Linked DNA regions of Mus musculus: all the other regions are linked to region 3. Evidence: chromatin contacts called from public HiChIP or PLAC-seq and promoter capture Hi-C data. All regions are on one chromosome and are shown on one strand. Each heading gives the region's core, a stretch centred on a gene start, on an enhancer-like site or on the middle of the called end of the contact. The rest is flanking DNA. Distances are from core to core; before and after follow the strand shown.

Region 1 (2,959 bases), core at 306-2,805, 93 kb before region 3:
CGTAGAGAGGTGTTCCTCAGGTCTGACTGAGGGATTTGAGATGGACGTAATGCATATATTGGGAGCATGCAGCCTGCAAGTGTTTTTACTTAATGTTCTGTCATGTGCCAGCAATGTCCATCCCAAACCAACTGTATTTGTATTTTGGTGGTCTACAGAATGGTGTTTTCTTAATGGTTCATGAAGCTTCATGTTCCCGTGGCCATTTCAGCCCTTAGTAATGATCTTGGTGGACAGTAAAGTCTGGGAACTGTGCTCAAAACTGTGCACACCTTCTTTGCCTCTGTCATCTTTTATGTCTGTAAGATAAAAAATAAAAACAGACTTACAGGAATTAAATGATTTGCTCCGAGGTCTCATCAGCTTCTGTGAGAATCTGTGCGAATGATCAGACAGGAATGAAGATATTCTAAGTAGCATTGTGTATGTCTCCTTTTGCCTATCAGGCGACTGAGACAATGGAGCCCAAACAATTGGAATTTCCCCAGAAATCTTATCCTGGGAGATAGAAAAGTCTGGAAGTCTGGTGCCAGCCAGACAGGGAGCTTGTCTCCCAAAAAGAGGTTTCATGTTGTTTTGATAATTCGTCAGACCCCCTTGCGGGAGAGATGGAGCCAGGGCAGTGGTAATGGGTAGTCCTTGGCCTGGACTACCTGGTTCTGCATATCTTTTAACCCAGGGTTAATGCTGGGACCATTTAATATGGTTCCTCATGCTGTGGTGACCACTAACTAGAAAGTGTTCATTGCTACTTAATAACTGTAATTTTGATACTGTTAAAAATTGTAACATAAGCAATGCGTGATGGCACACGCCTTTAATCCCAGCACTCGGGAGGCAGAGGCAGGTGGATTTCTGAGTTCGAGGTCAGTCTGGTCTACAAAGTGAGTTCCCAGACAGCCAGGGCTACACAGAGAAACCCTGTCTCGAAAAAACAAACAAACAAACAAACAAACAAAGAATTGTAACATAAATATCTGTTATGCAAGATATCTGATATGTGACCCCTGTGAAAAGTCATTAGATGCCCCCAAAGAGGTTACAGGTTGAGAACTACTGTCTTCTCCTCTGTTTAAGCCTAAACCTTGTATTAAGGACCCTAAAATCTGGTATAGGGGTCACTGGCTCTCTTTGCTCCTTTTCCCATGTGGCCACACTGGGAGAATCTCCTCTGTCAGTTTTCTACAATTACCTAGTTTACTTACTTGGCCTACTGAGATGGGCAGCCAAGCCTCATCGATGCCAGGGCCAGACTGGTACATTAGTCTTAGACACCTGCTAGCCTGGTGCTTACCCCTACATCGCCATGCCTCCCCAGAGAAAACACTTCATACTTTACAAGCATAACGCCACTCCAGAGTCATCAAACTGACCTAAAAACTTAGATTTAACATTAAGTTTCACTCTCTGGGCCCTGCCAGTTAAATCCCACAGCTGGAGGGTGGGGTGGGGCGTGGAAATGAAAGGAAATTGAATAGAACACAGGGTACCGTCCTCTGACCTGAGGCTGCCTTGTAAGCATGTCACAGAGCTACCAGACCGCAAAGATACTGAACTAGCTTGCTGGCTCACTGGATTAGGTCATGCTGACTCAACTAAGGGGACTCTGTCAGAGAGGTGTGGGGTGTGGGATGTGGGATGAATGTGTGTTCAACTTTAACAAGCAAAAGTTTGGAAGGAAGAACTGGAGGCCAGATCAAAATGGTTTTAGCATTTATCAGGCGCTTACTATGCACTTTGGTATCTGTGAACATTTAAATTGAGCTTAGCATGAGTGTGCTGAGTGCCTTACTAACATTCACTGCAATTTGTTCAACAGCCTTGCAGAGTTACTAGCACAGCCTCTTCCTCCTCCTTCTTTTTACCTTTGAAGTTTGTTTTTAAAGAACAGCATTACTAAGACAGGATTCACAGGCATTACACATCACCCAGTACAATCCAGTGGTTCTTAGCAGCTTGCACGCTGTTCTCCCGTTATGCAGATGAGGATCAGTTGCAAAACTTTGTAGATTGCTTCCCTCTCTCCCATTGTTGCCCACCTCCAGTCTCATCTTCCAGTAGCTGGACTCATCTTATATAAATACAAATATCCCCAGATTGCCTCCTCCATGCCCCGGAGCTTCCAGCAGCTTTGCCTTGCACTTGTCATAGGCACCACAATCTCTGTGGCCTAAGTGAACGTTCTAGCTCAGTGGCTTCAGTCCTGAACACGGATCGGAGTTAGAGCATGCAGGAAGCCTTGTGGAAAGAGGTCACAGCTGCATCATGAGTATCTACGTTTGTTTCGAGGCAGGGTCTCATTTTTCCCAGGCTAAGCTTTATCTAAGTGGGTAGCCAAGGGTGTCCTTGCATGCTTACCTACTGAAATGCATCCCCGCACCAATTCTGAGTTTCTAACTGTATGGTTGGTCTAGGAGACAGCCTTTGAGTACAACTGATGAACCTGAACCTCTCATGACTCTTGTATCTACTCCACTCTTCATTGGCCTTACTCTAGTCACACTTTCCGCCATTGCTTTCTTAAGCCAGGCAATCTCTGTAGGTGACTTGAGTGCCTAAGAATATAAAAATTGCTTCTTGTGGGGATAGAGAAAAGATTGAAATCGTACAGAGCTTAGTTCTGCCTTAGAGATATAGACTGTGTCTGTGATATTAAAATTTCACAGGAATGAACTATTTAGGGGGCAGGGAAGCAAATTTTTTTAAAAAGATTTATTTAATTATTTTATGTATATGAATATACTGTAGCTATCTTCAGACACACCATAAGAGGACATTAGATCCCATTATAGATAGTTGTAAGACACGGTATGGATGCTGGGAATTGAACTCAGGACCCCTGAAAGGCATCCAGTGCTCTTAACCACTGAGCCATCACTCCAGCCCTGGGAAGCAGATTTTTCTGATGGCTATAATGAGAGAAGGAAGGAAGAAAGGAAGGAAGGAAGGAAGGAGGGAG
Region 2 (2,838 bases), core at 190-2,689, 110 kb before region 3:
GAACAAACATCCTTCCAATGCAAGAACACACAGGCTATAGGATCTAAGAGACAATCCTGATTAAAGGATCCAGCCAGAAGCCAAGGCCTTCAGGAACCACAGTAGATGCCTTAGAAACACAGTCAGCAAGCTGGGTGGTCTGAGAATTGATGGGCTAAACAGCTCCACATCTTCAGTAAATAAATAACAATGGGGGTACCTATAGATTACCTAAAATCTAAGAGAAATGTGGGCCTGTGTCAAACTATGGTTTCTGTTTTTGGATATTATGTCCAACAAAGTGGGTTTGGGGAGGAGTGAGGCCACCCATGGTAGTATACACCCTTAATCCCAGCACATTCTGTAGGCAAAGACAGACAGATCTCTGTGAGGTCAAAGCCAGTGTTTCTACATAGATAGTTCCAGAATAGCTAGGGCTTATATAGAGAGATAGAGAGACCCTGACTCAGACAGAGAAGAAGAGGGAGACGGAGATGTAAGGCGAGAAGGAGAGGGAAAGAATTGGAAACAGATGCAGTCAAATACATTTATAATCCTAGTACTCCAGAGGCTGGGGCAGGGTAGTCATGAGTTTGAGGCCAAGTTGTACTACATAGTGAGACCTTGACCCAAAAATAAGCAAATAAGGAACATTATCAATCAATTGGAAATCTGAACTCTTAACAGATATGTGAAGATAGTGAGATTTTTTTTCTTTTAGTTATCTGGGTTTATATTTAAAAACAATGTCATGATCTTTTATATTGAAATCTTTACAGACAAAATTACCCAGAGTTGTAGATTTGGTTTACAATGACCCAGAGGACAGAAAGGAGGGAATAATAAAGAGAGTGGCTCTTAACCTTTCTAATGCTGTGACCCTTTAACACAGTTTCTCATGTTGTGGTGACCCCCGCCCCCGCCATAGAATTATTTCATTGCTACTTCATAACTGTAATTTTGCCCTATGAAGCGTACTGTAAGCATCTGATAGGCAGGATATCTGCTATATGACCCTGCGGGGGTCGAGAGCCACAGATTTGAGAACTACTGATTTAGATGTCTCAAGAGTGGCCAGATTAAAAGGTGTGTGCAGAAACGGATACAGTGAGTGATGCCAGTTCAGCCACTGTGTGTACCCTAAATAAAGTCTTCCTTCGTTAAAAAAAAATCATTTTAGATAGGAGTAACTCTAACTTAAGGCTAGCCTGGCTATATAGAGAAGACCCCTGTGTCAGAAGTAGAGGAGGAAGAGGAGGAGGAGAGGGGAGAGGAGGAGGGGTAGGAGAAAGAGGAGGGGATAGTTTTTTTTTTTCAAAGCACTGCAAATGGGCAGAGAAAGGGGAAACCGAAACAGAACAAAAAAAATCAGATTCTGCAGAAAGCCAGGAAGGAAGTGAGATTGAAGGCTGCGTGGAAGGTCATGCCACTTTCTTCGCATTGTCTGTGCAACCTCTGTGAAAGTCCCTGCTTGGGAATCCGGACCCTGGGTGCAGAGTCCGTTTTCTTACCCCCAGCTGGGAGGCTCCTAGCACTGAGTGCTCTGGGTCTCTGTCCCTGTGTGTGAAGTGGACTTCAAACACGGTGTTCAAAGGCCTCTTTGTCTTTATTTTTCCAAACATGAGGAAGTTATTAGATTTTACAGTTTGTGTCCAGTGCCGCACGTGCCTTTGGCCTCTTGCTGTAAGACAGTCCTGAGAAGCCCGGATGCCTGCCGCTCTCCCCCAAGCTTTTCACCTCGGCTTTTCCATTTGTGGTTAAGAAAGCAAGAACCCGCCCTGTGCAAGAAAGTTCCCTCTTTTTCTGCCTGGAGGAGAACATGAGTAACAGATTTTTCCATCGGAGCTGTTTTTCCTGGACACGGCGTACTGTCCAGTCCAACGGTTGTAGCATGTGATCGCAGGGAGACCTTAAATAAACTTTCAGTGTTATCAGCCCCAGTTTTAGGAACTTATGAATTCATTTTCTGTAGTTGGTGATTTTCCTTTTTAAACAGAAGTTCTTTTTCATTCAGTAGCTGCTGAGAGCTTCCCAGGTGCCATACTGCGTAGCCCTGAGCATAGTAGACACGCTTTATGCTCAGCCCACGTCCCTGCAAGCAGCTGCCTTGGGCAGGGTCCTTGGCCCTCATTTTTATCATGACTTGTGGTCATAGTCCTTGCCTCTCCTGCTCAGCACAATGCCAGGCAGAGAGTCCCTATGCAAAAGGAAAACACACAACTCCTTATTCAACAAGAGTCAAGCATGGCAGGACCTGTAACTCCCATATTTGGGAGGCAGAGGGAGGGAGGGTCACGTGTTCAAGACAAGACGTTTGAGACTCTGTCTCAAAAATACAAGGGCTGGAGATGTACTTGACAAGTAGAACATTTGCCCAGCCAACACACAGCCCTTAGTTTGAGCCCAATCAACACAAAATAATAACAATAGTATTAAGAAGTGTAATGGAAAAAAAAGAAGAAGAAGAAGAAGAAGTATAATGGCTGGGTGGTAGTGGAGCATGCCTTTGATTCCAGCACTTAGGAAGCAGAGACAGTCAGATCTCTAAGTTCAAGTTCAGCCTGGTCTACAGAGTGAAGTCCAGGATAGCCAGAGCTACACAGAGAAACTATCTCAAAGGGGGGAAAAGAGCCGTGGTAAAGAAGAAACACATCAAGCATGAGGTCCTAATGAGTCTGGGATCCTGTGCAACCACAATGCTAATCTGAACACCCATAATACCAGCTCTGGTGCCTGGCACCTTGTGAAGAACCAATGTCATAGTCCTTGTCATGAACGAAAACTTAAGAAATGAGCACTCCACGTGGTTGTCGATTGCCATCAATGAAGAACAGAAGACAGTATGTATGGAAGAGATGC
Region 3 (3,143 bases), core at 380-2,879:
TGGTGGATTACCCACTGTCATCCGTCAGATTAGAAAGCCAGTGTCTTGCTGGGAAGACAGAGGGCCATTGATTCCTGAGCTCAGCCTGGCTTCTCTTTGATTTTATAATCAGTTCCTAGAGATTGTGGGGGAGCTTTGAATTCCAGGGCTTGGGATCCGTGAGCTCTTGAACAAAACCTTTGAAGCAGCTCTTTCTGCCTTGGGTTTCAGAAGGGAGGACCCACTGGGTCTTGATGGGTGAATTAAGTTGGTTTTTTTTCCTAATATAAGGGAACTGATAATATAATTATCACTGTTAGTGTAATACCCTGGGGATTTCCGTTCTCTTCTTTGTTTTTGTTTTTGGTGTTTTAATGGGGATGGAAGCGGGAGAGCTTACAGGAGAGCTCACGGGAGAGCTTACGGGAGAGCTCACGTCAGGACAGCTTCACAGAGCTGCTTCTCTCCCTCAACTCTTGAGTCCCAGGGCTGGAGCTCAGATCCCGGGCTTGCTTACCTCCTGATCTGTCTCACCAGCTCTGGTTCCCCCTTGTCCTTTGCATTCTGTCGGAGAACTCTAACCAAGTTCATGCTGGGAGAAAAAACTTCAATCTTTCCAGAAACCCTCACAAGTATAACGCCCTGTGTAAACATCCTATTGTGCACTGGCTTGAAACTATTTAATGACTCCCCGTGATGGATTTGGAATAAACTAACAAATGCTAGCGCTCCAGTTCAACAGATAAAAGGGAGGAAGAGAAAGTACCAGGCAATGCCCAGGCCTTTAAACACTGTGTGCTTCCAAGCAGTGAGGCTTGCACTTAGCAGGATGGGCTTCGGGGGCATTGTTTCTGCCCGTGTTGAACCTTGCAAGGTCATGTGCCCTGACCTTAAATTCAGAGTTCCTCTACACCTGCTTACGGTTGCAATATTACACGGTGCTGCACTGCCATTTACATATGTCACACATGTAAAGGAGTGAAGGTGCACAGGAGTGTTTAACCCACACTTAAGCATGTCTCAGGACCAAACAAACAACCAAACAACAACAAAAAAATCAGTCTTGTCAATCAAACCCTAGGACTCCAATTTTCCCTGGGATCCTGAAACATGGAGAAGTAAAAGGATGGGGAAATGATGACTGTGAGTTCATCAAACCTTCAGAGCTACAGAACGCTAGACCTCGCTTTCCCTGCTACTGACGTTTAAGACTTCTCAGTTTAGCTAGGATGGCATGACTAGTCACTCCATCGCATGCTCCTGACAATGAAGTGAAATTATGTCTTAATAACGTCTGCCCATGTGTATGCTGAAGTAACCGTGCTGTGACTCAGAGAGGGGAGATTATCTCAGGGAAACCCACAACAAACAAATATAGAAAAATCTGCAGACCTTAAACATTAATTTGCAAGAGGTGAAAGAAAATTAGTCAAGTATATTCATTTAAAAATTGTCAGAATTTTTTTGCCTCAAAGTTACTTATCTTTTCTAAGCAAAATGTCCCTACCCAGTGAACAGAGAGAGAGAGAGAGAGAGAGAGAGAGAGAGAGGAGAGAGAGGCTCTTCCGGTCCTTCCTATCCCTCCCTGAGGTCTCCCTGCTCACCCCCCTCCCTTGCAGTGGTATGGTCTGCATTTGACCGTAAAGTGGAGGTGCCAAGCTGTGACAGATTCTTCAGCTCCACAGCCACTCGCTCCAGCCCAGGGTCGACTGCACTCAGTGATATTCTCCTCTTCCACCCACAGGGGCAAATTGAAGTAGACAGTGAGACCATCTTCAAGTTGGCAGCCCTGGTTTTGCAGGTAAGGGTTCACTCGCTGCCTCTAACCAGCTCCCTTTTGTTCCTTGGTTTCTTGCTAACTGTCTGCAACTGTAAAACTTTTCCGTCGAGCCAGAACCTGATGGATTTTTCAAACCAGTAAATGGCTTATCAGTGAAAGATATGGCCTGCTGATTTCTCTTTTTAAAAATTATTTGCATGAACCAGCATGTGATAGTATTTTTCTAAGACATAATGAAGTTTAGACTGTACTAAGGGAACGGAGTTCTGACCGTATTCCTGGAAAAGGACTCCCAGTCACTTGAACTCCGGAGGCAGCAGTTGTTAGAACAGCTGTAATTTTCATTTAAATTTAGCAACTTTTTTTGTACACGTTTTCTTGAGGTTGTGTAAAGAGACCTTTAATTCTTAAAGGCACTGGCAGCTGAAAAGCAAAGTCATTTCCTGAACTTGTTTAAAAAGTAAATAGTGTGTGTGTTGATTTACCTGGGTCAGAGTCTAAAAAGTGTGGCACTTTAGTGCAAATGTATTTATCCTGTGAACTTAGATATGCCACAGCGATTATCGGTACTTCTGCATATATATATATGAAGAATATATAATATATAAAATATATTTGTATATTAGTCTCTTGTGTTAAGGGTAAGACACATCTCATATATACGTGTATTTTCTTACCAATAGTGGCCTGTGGGCGGTACTCCTTAACCACCTTTCTTAACAGAAAGCTCTGGTCTCTGTGAAGGGGAAAATAAGCAAGAATAAATCATTCACTGAGCTTAGCATAAATACATATTGATCATGTCTTTATTTTTATTTCAGGAAAGCAAGGGAGATTATACCAGGTAACGATTTCTTTTCTGATGTTACTGTGTAGAATGGGGCTCTCCAGTTGTGGAATGAGTTATTTTAAATAATAATGGACACAAAAGCAAAAGAAAGCCTATTTGAGACTGGCTGCTCAGATCTCCCTCTTCCTTCCCGGAGAAACCTGCTCTTTTTGTGAATGACTCTCAGAACGAAACTTTCTCACAGTGTTTCAGGGCAGAGTGACAGGAAACCATAGTTAGAAGCCCTCCAAAGTTTCCAGTATTGTAGTATCACGTTGGTTACCGAGACGAAGAAAACTGTGAAAAGCTTTGCTAACTGGTGCGGTGCTTTTTTTTTGGTAAGCATATAATGATGGTGTGTGTAAGGGGTTCTAACATATGCAGAAACAGATTAAATCCATCAGCTGCTTAGTTAAGGGATTAATAGGGCCTTTCTTTGCAGCTGCCCTGAAGGGACCTCACCCTTCATACACTTGACCCAGCAGCCGCATTGCTGCTGCGCTGACACTAGGGTTAAGTGTCTCGCTGGCCACATCAGCAGAGAGTGTGTGGGTT

The links. HiChIP or PLAC-seq counts read pairs in DNA pulled down with a chosen protein or histone mark. Capture Hi-C pulls out chosen DNA fragments and counts their contacts.
Region 1: an H3K27ac HiChIP or PLAC-seq map of extraembryonic endoderm stem cells shows a contact between it and region 3. The contact joins two enhancer-like sites. A contact is called at or near these places in 3 of 115 datasets of contacts at active chromatin or transcription factors (CD8 T cells, extraembryonic endoderm stem cells and memory CD8 T cells) and 3 of 9 other capture datasets (adipose tissue, liver and pancreatic islet).
Region 2: a promoter capture Hi-C map of liver shows a contact between it and region 3. The contact joins two enhancer-like sites. A contact is called at or near these places in 2 of 115 datasets of contacts at active chromatin or transcription factors (effector CD8 T cells and memory CD8 T cells) and 2 of 9 other capture datasets (adipose tissue and liver).

Annotation. Positions count from the first base shown.
Region 1 is chr6:97,445,772-97,448,730 of GRCm38.p6, reverse strand. All of the region lies in intron 1 of Frmd4b (FERM domain containing 4B), which reads left to right. Among named protein-coding and RNA genes, the nearest start is that of Frmd4b, 41 kb to the left of the region's middle. Within about 2 kb of position 1,555, at least 77 of the 459 cell types and tissues checked have an H3K27ac peak or open chromatin away from gene starts, as enhancers often do. A contact at or near this core is called in CD8 T cells, extraembryonic endoderm stem cells and memory CD8 T cells, where this site is marked.
Region 2 is chr6:97,462,947-97,465,784 of GRCm38.p6, reverse strand. The region is part of intron 1 of Frmd4b (FERM domain containing 4B); the gene reads left to right. Among named protein-coding and RNA genes, the nearest start is that of Frmd4b, 23 kb to the left of the region's middle. Within about 2 kb of position 1,439, at least 108 of the 459 cell types and tissues checked have an H3K27ac peak or open chromatin away from gene starts, as enhancers often do. A contact at or near this core is called in liver and memory CD8 T cells, where this site is marked.
Region 3 is chr6:97,352,642-97,355,784 of GRCm38.p6, reverse strand. It overlaps Frmd4b (FERM domain containing 4B), which reads left to right. Exons shown (of 23, transcript NM_001346637.1): 6 at 1,724-1,780; 7 at 2,581-2,603. Among named protein-coding and RNA genes, the nearest start is that of Gm32191, 100 kb to the right of the region's middle. Within about 2 kb of position 1,629, at least 79 of the 459 cell types and tissues checked have an H3K27ac peak or open chromatin away from gene starts, as enhancers often do. A contact at or near this core is called in CD8 T cells, extraembryonic endoderm stem cells, liver and 1 more, where this site is marked.